Linked DNA regions of Sus scrofa: all the other regions are linked to region 2. The links are chromatin contacts, called in public Hi-C maps. All regions are on one chromosome and are shown on one strand. Each heading gives the region's core, a stretch centred on a gene start, on an enhancer-like site or on the middle of the called end of the contact. The rest is flanking DNA. Distances are from core to core; before and after follow the strand shown. Region 1 overlaps IL12RB1 (interleukin 12 receptor subunit beta 1). Region 2 holds the start of CCDC124 (coiled-coil domain-containing protein 124). Region 3 holds the start of JAK3 (tyrosine-protein kinase JAK3).

What was found. A called contact is a pair of places that touch in the nucleus more often than the background predicts.
Region 1: a Hi-C map of alveolar macrophages shows a contact between it and region 2, with 3 times the contacts expected there. The contact joins the enhancer-like site here to the promoter of CCDC124 in region 2. A contact is called at or near these places in 15 of 47 Hi-C or Micro-C datasets (alveolar macrophages, blood, embryonic fibroblasts and 11 more) and 2 of 2 datasets of contacts at active chromatin or transcription factors (alveolar macrophages and skeletal muscle).
Region 3: a contact with region 2 is called in a Hi-C map of liver, with 3 times the contacts expected there. The contact joins the promoter of JAK3 here to the promoter of CCDC124 in region 2. A contact is called at or near these places in 1 of 5 promoter capture datasets (liver), 3 of 47 Hi-C or Micro-C datasets (alveolar macrophages, heart right ventricle and liver) and 1 of 2 datasets of contacts at active chromatin or transcription factors (alveolar macrophages).

The regions. Positions count from the first base shown.
Region 1 is chr2:59,734,869-59,738,309 of Sscrofa11.1, forward strand. IL12RB1 (interleukin 12 receptor subunit beta 1) reads left to right here. Exons shown (of 16, transcript NM_001145986.1): 16 at 148-1,144. The coding sequence ends at 522. Among named protein-coding and RNA genes, the nearest start is that of IL12RB1, 29 kb to the left of the region's middle. Within about 2 kb of position 1,878, at least 29 of the 83 cell types and tissues checked have an H3K27ac peak or open chromatin away from gene starts, as enhancers often do. A contact at or near this core is called in alveolar macrophages, epiblast stem cells, mesenteric adipose tissue and 3 more, where this site is marked.
Region 2 is chr2:59,829,797-59,833,345 of Sscrofa11.1, forward strand. CCDC124 (coiled-coil domain-containing protein 124) reads right to left here and starts at 1,765. Exons shown (of 5, transcript XM_005654904.3): 1 at 1,654-1,765.
Region 3 is chr2:59,904,079-59,907,790 of Sscrofa11.1, forward strand. JAK3 (tyrosine-protein kinase JAK3) reads left to right here and starts at 1,823. Exons shown (of 24, transcript XM_005654907.3): 1 at 1,823-1,978. RPL18A (60S ribosomal protein L18a) reads right to left here and starts at 2,164. Exons shown (of 5, transcript XM_021083534.1): 1 at 1,973-2,164.

The DNA.
Region 1 (3,441 bases), core at 628-3,127, 95 kb before region 2:
GGCATAGGCCAGCAGCTTCAGCTCCAGTTTGACCCCTAGCCCAGGAACTTCCACATGCTTTGGGCTCCGCCCTAAAATGACAGAAAAAAAAAAGAAAGAAAGAAATATGGCCCCACCCACAGCCTTGACCCCGCCCTTCTTCTCCAGGTTTGGCAGTGGACCAGCCCAGCAGACTTCCCGGAGGAGGTGTCCCCCCAAGAAGCCCTGGTGGTGAACATGTCCTGGGACAAAGGCGAGGGGGTTGACCCAGACACACCTGGGCCTCTCAAGGAGAAGATGGAGCTGCCTCTGGATGCCCCTGAGCCGGCCCTAGACATGGAGCTGCCCTTGGAGCACAGGAGACAGGCGCAAGGACACCCTGAGCCTGGGACTCTGAGGTCTGGGTGGCACGGTGGTCTGGAGGGCAGCCCTGCCCAGACAGCTGGACTCCTGCTGCTCCTGGGAGATCTAAGGCAGACTCCCAGGTTTGGTTCCCAGGGAGAAAGGGGAACATCTGCCTCCTCTTACATAGAGGAAGACTGATGATTGCAATCACGATGGCTGGTTATTAAGCACTTACTGCATACCCAGCCTGTGCCGCCCAGACACTCATGTTATGCCCTGAATCCCCATAACTGCCTTGAGGTATGAGGCTGTCCTATTTACCTATTTCTCTGAGTCTCACCGAGGCTCAGAGAGGGTGAGTGAGTGCCTTGCCTATGGCTACACAGCAGGTGCATAAGTCGAACCTAGGCGGAGTGACTCCGACCCTGGCCACTGCTTCCATTCACACCTACTCTGTCCTGCTGTCACACATCCTGTGGTGGGAACCCTAGAAACCACCATGAAATGGAAGCTGCTACCCCAAGCCAGGGCCTGGCACCCATGGGGATAGACTAGAGGGAGGCTCAAAGGGGTTCATGGTGGTCCTGGGCTGGGCATCCTGTACCAGAAGCACTGGATGGGGAATCTGGGTGCACAGCGTCCTCGGCCACATCGCAGGGTCTCCAGGCTTGGAGGATCTAGGTTTAGGGAAAAGAAGTGGGGCTCAAAGCATTCTGAGGGAGGTGATAGCTCCTCCCTGGCCTCAGTCTCCTTCTCTGTAAAATGGGCCTGAGGATAATGTTGACCTCACAGAGATGGGGGAGATGTAAGGCTTAATAAATTTTTCCCCTGGAGTTCTCATTGTGGCTCAGCAGAAACGAATCCAACAGGAACCATGAGGTTGCGGGTTCGACCCCTGGCCTTGCTCAGTGGGTTAAGGATCTGGTGTTGCTGTGAGCAAGACACAGCTAGGATCCTACATTGCTGTGGCTGTGGCTGTGGCCAGCAGTTGTAGCTCCAATTCGACCCCAAGCAAGGGAACCTCCACATGCTGCAGGTGTAGCCCTAAAAAAAAAGAAAGAAAAAAAAGCAAATAAACCTTTCCCTTGACTGAAGCCTGAATGTGCTGCTCAACCCACCCACAACTCCCTGCCCCCCACCCCTGTAGGAGCCTGAAAATTAACTCATTTCATACACATTTACCAATCGCTGCCTTTGGGTGCCCTCAGGAGCACCCAATAGGAGGGAGACAAAACTGGATGATCACTCAGAATTCTGCGAAGTTAGGACTGGGAGGTGGGCATACGATGTCGAAGGGTAGGGGACTGGAAGAATGGACAGGCCCAGAGGGGGAGTGGGGCTGAGTCCCCTCATAGCAGGAGGCTTGGTTATCCCCCAGCCCCGCCCCTCCGCCCAAAGCTCAGGTAGGGACGTGGGGTTCTTCCCATGTCCTAACACACAACACCCCGCAGCAGGACCTCTGCCCCCCCAGATACACCCTGAATCCACGGGCTTCCTCTACCCGCCTCCCCCGACAGCCCTTCGTGCTTAAACGTGTTGTCTCGGATTCCTCCCGTGACCACCAGGTGGCAGCAGCGGCGCGTATCTCTCAGGCTCAGCCCGCCCAGCACCCTCCCACCTCCCAGGGAGTTTGCAAAACAGACTTTTCCGGTTTTAGATGAGGGCGGGGGATTAAAACCCAGAACCACGGAATTTTGTGGCGAAAGGCGATGAGAGTGAGGGATGTCTGGCAGGCAATAGGGCCGGAAGGCCCTTCCCCTTTGCGGGGGGGCGGCCCTCAGTTTCCCCATCTATGCATCTAGATGGGGAAACAAAAGACTTGGCCAGTGCCCCGGCTACAGTGGCTGCTCACTGTTCTGCGAGTGTTCCATCCCTTGGATTTGTCACCTCCCAGCTTTTGCTCAAGGCGTACCCTCCACCAGATAAGCCCTCCCTTGAGGATCAGCCCTCCTCATTCCTTAGGGCTGGGTGCCAGCCTGAGAAGGAGGCTTGGACAGTGGCAGGGCCCAAAGTAGACAGGAAGGAGGGAAAGGTGGATCAGTAGCCTTATAAGAAACACCAGAATTACCTGACCCCCAGGGGCCTAGAGCCACCCACCTCAAGTCCAGAATCCATCCCCACCCCGTCCCGCCCCTCCCCCACCAAACACATACACAGTGGAACCTCCAGAGAACCCGTGCTGATTGTCCCAGTCTTGGGCCCACCAGTAGCACAGGACCCAGTTGGGTGGCCATGGGAGTCAGCAAACCTACCCTCAGGCACAATCCCCTGGGTCCAAGGAGTAGTTCAATATTTGTGGAGCACCACTAGAAACACGATGAAATGAATGGGGAAAGTGGACACCTTGCTTCTACAGGTGGTGGGGAGTGGGGGCCGGGAGGCTGAGCCTGCCTGGGAGAGAAAGTTTCAGAGAGGACAGCAGCACAGATAATCCTAGTTCCTGGATCCAGCCATACCTGAAGCCCCTTAACCCTGTTTCTCTTTTTCTGAAGCATGCAGAAATTCCGGGCCAGAGATTAAACCTGTGACATAACCTGAGCCACAGCAGTGACAATGCTGGATTCTTAACCCACTGAACCAAGGAACTCCCCTAATTCTTTTTTTGTTAAAACCACTCTTGGGTTCTGTTTCTGCTGCTAGAAGATGACTCATAAGAAGTTCCTCTCTAGGCCTCTACTTGTACCCATCTGTATAATAGGAAGTTCCTCTCTGGGTCTCTACTTGTATCCATCTGTATAAGGCTCTTAGCAGAGCCCTGGCCCAGTGTTTATTGAGCACATACTGTATATTCATTATTCTGGGGCTCCTCTGAGGGTTGATCCCTCAGTTTCCCTAGGAGCTCCAACAACCAAGACTGGTAAGACCCACTTTCACAGCTTCATTCCTTCACTGATTCAGGAAATCAGTGTTGAGCACCTACTGTATACCAATTCCTGGCCTGCACAGGTCAGAATTGGTCTAGTCACCAGAGGCTCCTGGTTGGGTAGGGAAGGCAGATGCTAATCTAATCCTCACAAAGATAGTTAGAATAAACCTGGGAGGGTGAAAGTATAAGGAACAAGAGTGAGGCAGAGTTTTGTGGTGCTAGGGCCAAGATGGTGAAGAGAGGCCAGAACA
Region 2 (3,549 bases), core at 515-3,014:
GCCCACTCACAGGGACTCTGCCCCAGCATCCCCTCCTCCTGTTGCTTAAGACCCCCAATACCATCTCAAGGCCTGACAGCGCTTTTTTGATCCCTCTCAGGCCAGCACTGAATATTTATGTTCCTTCAAAATTTTTATGTTGAAGCCCTAACCCTCAAATGTGACTATATTTAGAGACAGTGACCATGAGGTGATAAAGGTTAAATAAGGTTGTAAGAATGGGGCCCTAATCTAGTAGAGCTGGTGCACCCATAAGAAGAGAAAAAAGGGAGTTCCTGTTGTGGTGCAGCAGAAACCAGTCTGACTAGGAGTCATGTGATTGCAGGTTCAATCGCTAGCCTCGCTCAGTGGGTTAAGGATCCAGTGTTTGCTGTGAGCTGTGGTGAAGGTTGCAGACGTGACTCAGATCTGGTGTTGCTGTGGCTGTGATGTAGGCTGTAGCTCCAACCTGACCCCTAGGCTGGGAACCTCCATATGCCACAGGTTCGGCCCTAAAAAAAAAAAGGAAGAGAAAAAAGACACCAGAGCTCACTCTCTCCACCATGTGAGGACACAGTGAGAAGATGGCCGTTTGCAAGTCAGGAAGAGAGCCTGCACTGGGAACAAACCTTGAATTTAGCCTTCCCAGCCTGCACAATTGTGAGCAAATACGTTTCTGTTGTTTAAGCCACCCAGTCTGTAGTATTTTGTTATGGCAGCTGGTGCTAACTAATACAGTTTTTCTTCTTTGTTCGATAAATGCTCTCTCACACACTTTGTCATTCAGTAAACACGCACCGAGCACCTAGCATTACGTGTGGGATGCTGGGGAAAGGCATTGCTGATGGGCTTCCTGATTTAATGGAATTCCCAGGCTGGCTGAGAGACAGACAATAAGAATGGTAACTCAAGATCAGAGCTGTGGTGGGGACAAGCAGGTGCTAGGGAAGCTGGGAGGGGGCTTCCGACCTGTCTGTGGAGAGGTGGGAAGGGCGTGTCAGAGGGCTTCCTGGAGGAGACAGCTAAGAAAAGGCCTGAGGGAGTGGGGAGCCCCAAGCCCCCAGAAGTGTGGGGGAGCCAGGCTGGGAAAGGGGGATTTGTATTCCAGGGTTTGGGGAAGGTGCGGAGGGCGTCAGAGCCCTCTGGGCTTGGTGAGGAGGTGAACTGGATGAGTGAGACAGAAGCAGGGAGCTCAAGCAGGGGGTCTGGCTAAGCAGGGGTTAGTTAGGAGGGAGTCAAGAACCACGTGGTTGAGCGGTTGTGAAAGTAAGAGAGAGAATAAAAGATGAAACTCAACGCTGCCTCCTCCAAGAAGTCCTCCAGATACCTCTTCTGGGCTCCCCCAGACCGTCATCCTCTTCCCAGTCCTGACCCCATTACAAGAAGCCAGGGACGTCTGTACTCAGCACTGTTACCCCAAGTTTGTAAGCTGCTGAGGGAAGGGCTGGAGCTAGGTGGCCTAGAACAGAACACTGTCTCTCTGGGTCTCAATCGCCCGCTCAGGGAAATGGGGATAGCCTCCGCGGGAGCCCTGGAGCCTGGGGACCAGAGGTGCCCCCGTCTCTGAGCACCCCATCTCCAGCCCTTCCAGATGGGTGGTCCCAGACCCAGCAGCCTCGCGGGGCCCACCCGCACCCCGCCCCTCGGCTCCGCCCGCGCCGCCACTGTTCCTACCTCCTTCCCCCGGCGCCGGCCCGGTCGCGCCTCTGTGACGTCACCGAGGGGGGCCTGCGCTCAGAGCCCCGGGCGGCGCGCGCTGATTATGTCAGAGCTCCGTCGCCATCTTGGTAGAGAAAATACTGCCCTGGTCTCCAGTCCAAGTCCAGGAAGTTAGCCGTTTCTTTGTCTCTTCAGGGAGCGAATATTGTATAAACGCTCCTCCCCTGCGCTTACTTCAGATATTAACAAGTCAGGAGAGAAGATTAAAAGCTACAATCTAAAGCATTGCCTTTACCAAGATGGCCGTTGTCCAGATGAAAAATGGTTCCCTCGGCTTCACACGTGAGTTTAGTGGCCTCAGCCAGGAGTTGCTTGGCCGCCAGGGCGCGCCGGAACCCGCGGTCTACGCGTGGTTGGTTGATCCCCTTATCCAGAGGAAGCCTCTCAGGCAGGCTCTTCGCTGTCGCAGTCGCTTTGTGCTTTGAAGACTCTCATCTAGCCCACATTTTTTTGCCTCCCTTGTGCGAAGCTTAAAGTGGGAGGGAGCAGATTAAAGGGACAGAAATTAAAACACTCTGCGCTTTCCAGGTTCAGAGAACAGAAATTGAATTTGGGAGTTCCCGTCGTGGCGCAGTGGTTAACGAATCCGACTAGGAACCATGAGGTTGCGGGTTCGGTCCCTGCGCTTGCTCAGTGGGTTAACGATCCGGCGTTGCCGTGAGCTGTGGTGTAGGTTGCAGACTCGGCTCGGATCCCGCGTTGCTGTGGCTCTGGCGTAGGCCGGTGGCTACAGCTCCGATTGGATCCCTAGCCTGGGAACCTCCATATGCCGAGGGAGCGGCCCAAGAAATAGCAAAAAAGACAAAAAAAAAAAAAAAAAAAGAAATTGAATTTGACCAAAGTAATGGAAAGACTCAAATTCCTCCGGGACCATTCTCCTGGATTGCTATCACCCCCCCCACCCCGCTTTGTTTTGTTTTGTTTGTTTATGGCAGCGTCCAGGGCATACGGAGATTCCAGGCCAGGGATCAGACTGGCCACACAGCAGTGACCTGAGCCACAGCAGTGACAGTGCTGGATCCTTAACCCGCTGAGTCACCGAGGGAATTCCACATATCTTGCTCTTTTATTTTATTCAGCAATAGGTTTGGGGGGCCTCTTTGTCCAGGGCACCTGTATTTGTGCATTCACTAAGCCTCAGGGTCCTTCTCTGTAAAAATGGTTATATTAGGGGTCTGAGGATGACTGTACTGGGCCTGGCTGTAGGAAGAGAAGCAGGGCATGGATTTGGGGGCAGTTTAGGCAGGACAAGTTGACCACAGAGTTTGTTCTCCCGAAGGCAACCCCAGTGACACCTCAGGGACCTAAATTGGATCCGTGTATCTCCCCTGCTCTCAAGCCCCAAGTGGATCCCTACTGGCCTGCAAGACTGACCTCACCTCCCATTCCTCCTCATCCCCATTCTTTCTCAGCTCCAACCACATCAGCCTCCTTTCTCAAAATGCCAGATGAAGTCCCGCCTCAGGGAATTGGTCAGTGCTATTCCCCCTGCCCCTAGCTTTTTCCATGAATGACCCCTTCATTTTCTTCAGGACTTTGACCAGATATCCCTTCCTAAGAAGGACCTTACCTGGCCTCCCCAGGAGTTGGTGCCCCACCCCGGCCCTCTTTTTATTTCCTTCATAGCATCAGCCATTCACCTGGAACGATATTTGAGAAGAAGGCACTCAACATGAACATTTTATTGTTGTTCAGTATAGGGTGGGGAATGGAGGAGCCAAAGGCAACACCTAATTAAGCTTCTACTGGTAAAGAGCCAGTCTTTAAAAAGAAAAAAAAATTTTTTTTTTCTTTTTTCTTTTTTTTTTTTTTCCAATTTAAAGAAAGAGCCAGGCTTGTCACACCTTCCTG
Region 3 (3,712 bases), core at 573-3,072, 74 kb after region 2:
GGGGTTCACATCCTGTTAAGTCATTGGCATTTTCTCTTTTCTTTTTTTTCTTTTTCTTTTTTTTTTTTTTTGTCTTTTTTGCCATTTCTAGGGCCGTTCCCGCGGCATATGGAGGTTCCCAGGCTAGGGGTTGAATCGGAGCTGTAGCCACCGGCCTATGCCAGAGCCACAGCAACTCGGGATCCAAGCCATGTCTGCGACCTACACCACAGCTTACAGCAACAGTGAGGCCATTGAGCGAGGCCAGGCATCGAACCTGCAACCTCATGGTTCCTGGTCGGATTTGTTAACCACTGAGCCATGACGGGAACTCCTCATTGGCATTTTCTTATTGTATTCTAGGAATTGCTTCTACAATGAAGATATTTGATCCACGACATGAGTTTACCATTGTTTCCAGTTTCTCTTGTGTATTCTTTGACAGGGTTTGTGGGCTTTTTGCTAGTACAAACTTTGAGAGGTTTGCACCACTCAAGTTTTTGATTTTTTGGGAGGCACATTCTGGGCTCCACCTCCTGGAATCTCCTAATGGAGCCATCACATGTCCCTCTCTGTGGCTGACGGTGCCACCTTTGTCCTGACCCTGTTTGCCTTCTGCTCATTCCCTACATTCCACAGTGACCATCCCACTGGAGTTTCGGGGCCCCAGAAACTCACTGTTTTTCCTGGAGGGCAGGAGCCTCCCTTTCAGGGCCAGGGTGGGTGTGCGTGTTTGCATTCCTCTCTGCTGAAGCCATCCAGGAAGTGAAACAAAAATGCTATGGCTAAGCCCCCATGCTGCACTTCCTGCCGCAAGCTTGCTGTGGCTCCCACTCTGCTGAGGACACAACCCATATCCCTTCCCTCTACCCTCAAGGCCCCACTGATGCCTCCAAACAAGTCTCAGCACAGCGTGTCCCTGCCACCCTCCCCTTCTCAGGAACACTGTGATCTTGTCCAGCTTTGCCTGGGCTGTTGCTCTGCCAGAACTCTCCACACATCCAGCTCACTCTCTGGCTAATCCTACTTGTCTTTGGATTTCAGTATCAAAGTCACTTTCTCCGGGAAGCCCTCCCAGACCAAATCTCTCCTAGCAGCCTGGCACCGAGGGCCACTGAAACACTTATTGGATAATCGCTTGTCATCTCCCCTACTAGACTGTTGGCTCCACCAGGAAGAGACCAGATCTACTCTGTCCCCTGCTGTGTCCCCAATGCCCTGCACACAGGAAATGGCTAATAAGTGTCTGTGAGCAACTGAAATCAATGAAATCTGTACCAAAGCTATTTTCGTGCCAGGGCTTGTGACAGGATTATACAGAGGAAAGTGTTCTCTAAAATCTATCTCCAAAGCTCTACTTTCTGGGGTGTGTATCCTGCAAAGAATACTGGCCTGGGTCTGACCTGGACACTGTCCCAGTCCCCTGCCTCTTCCACTCATGAGAGCCTAAGGGGTGTAAAAAAGCATCCATCAGGAATTCTCACTGTGGTGCAGCAGGTTAAGGAGCCAGTGTTGCCTTTGTGGCCGCAAGGGTTCAATCCCCAGCCTGGAGCAGTGGGTTAAAAGGATCTGGTGTTGGCACAGCTGTGGTGTAGGTCCTGCGCAGATCCAGCTTCATTCCTTTCCCTGGGTGCAAAATTAGTTCCTCTGGGTGACCAACCCACATATGCCACAGATGGGTAAACTGAGGCCCTAGAAGTCAGGATGTGCCCCCACCCCTGGTAAGACCTGGGCTCTTCTCTGTGCCATCACCCTTTCCCTTAGGTCTGGGGGCTCCAGCAGCCTGTCTGAGCAGGACTGCGTCTACAGAGGCTTCCGGAACTTTCTGCCCCTCCCTGCCACCGTCCCCCACATGGCCATGACTTTCGGTAAGTGACAGCGGCTCAGGAAGCCGAGGGGCCCACACAGGAAGGAGCGAGTGGGACTTTCCTCCTCTTGTTGCTGCCCCACGGTGGCGGCTCTGCCCGCCTGTGGCTGCCCCAGGGTCACCCACCTCCAGGTAAGACAGGTTAGAAACGGTGCCGCCACAGGGCTCTGGCTGGGGGTGGCGGGTGGGGGTCCAGGGAATCCGTGTGGTGGCTACAGACAATGCCAAGTTTGCCTTCCAGGCCTCTGAGGAAAGCTGCCAGATGTGCGCTGGGACTGCTGGCTCCGGCAAAGTGCTCCCCTCTCTGTGCCTTAATTTGTCCTCAGTGAAGTCCCAGCTCCCCAGACCTGAAAGAATCTTTGCGCATGCGCTCAGTACTGGGGAAGCTGTTCCCAGCCCCCAAGTTGCCAGGCCCCAAGCCGGAGCACTGGGTGACTAACCAGATGTCCCAGCATGTGGGACTTTTGGTGTTAAAACAGGGGCATTTTTCTGGGCCCCAAACACCACCTCTGACTTTCTTCCTCTTTTTTTTTTTAACTTTCGCTATTTAAGCAATCTTGTTTCTTTAAGATTTGTTTTAAACAAAATATGTGGTGTGTAATTCCATTTAGATAAGGTTGCAAAGTCAGGCAAGAGCAGGGCGACTGTTAGAAATAAGACTGTGGTTACTTCTGTGGGGAGTGACAGGGGCCCCAGAGCTCCTGGGCCTGGGCGTGTTCCAATTGCTGGTCTGGGAGCTGGTGACACTGGAGTGTCGCTGGTGGAAAGTTCTCTCTTCGCCATGCCCTCCTTCCCTGACGATGAGCGCCAAATCACTGTGCTAAGGGACCCTCCTATCTGGTTGAGCTGGCATTTGTCAAGTGCTTGCAGGACATGTTACCAAGGATTTGTGCCACTTAGTGTGGATTAAATGTGTTGACAGCCTTGGCTGGGCTCTGCAAACCCCCTCACCCAATCAGCTGGGAGCCAGCACATTCCACAGCTGAGAAAGTGGGAGCATTGCTGGGGTCACAAAGCTGGGATACGGTGGGGCTGGAATTTGAACCCAGAGTCTGGGGTTTTCATCTATCCCCTGTCTCCGGTTTATAATCTGGGTGTGTTAAAATCTCATTCATACTATCTATCCTCCCGCCATTAATTTGGAACATAGTTGTTGTTGGTTTTTTGGTCTTTTTAAAAGGGCCACACTCCCAGCATATGGAGGTTCCCAGGCTAGGGGTCTCATTGGAGCTACAGCCACAGCAATGCCAGATCTGAGCCACATCTGTGACCTACACCACAGCTCACGGCAATACCGGATCCTTACCCCACTGAGCAACGCCAGGGATCAAACCCACAACTTCATGGTTCCTAGTCAGATTTGTTTCCACTGCGCCACTATGGGAACACCTGGAACATAGTTTTTACCCAACATTCTCTTCTTCTTCTTCTTCTTCTTTTTTTTTTAGAGCCACACCTGTAGCATATGGAGATTCCCAGGCTAGGGGTCCAATCGGAGCTGTAGCTGCTGGCCTACACCACAGCCACAGCAATGTCAGATCAGAGCTGTGTCTGTGACTTATACCACTGCTCATGGCAATGCTGAATCCTTAACCCATGCTCGAGGCCAGGGAACAAACCAGCGTCCTCATGGATGCTAGTCAGATTTGTTTCCACTGATCCATGATGTCTCCTTTTTTTTAAAACTTGTTGTTTGCAAAGAGTTCCTTTTTTTTTTTTTTAAATCACTCAATGAATTTATTACATTTATAGTTGTACAACATCATCACAACCAAATTTTATAGCATTTCCATCCCAAACCCTCAGTGCATCCCCCCACCCCCCAACCTGTCTCATTTGGAAACCATAAGTTTTCAAAGTCTGTGA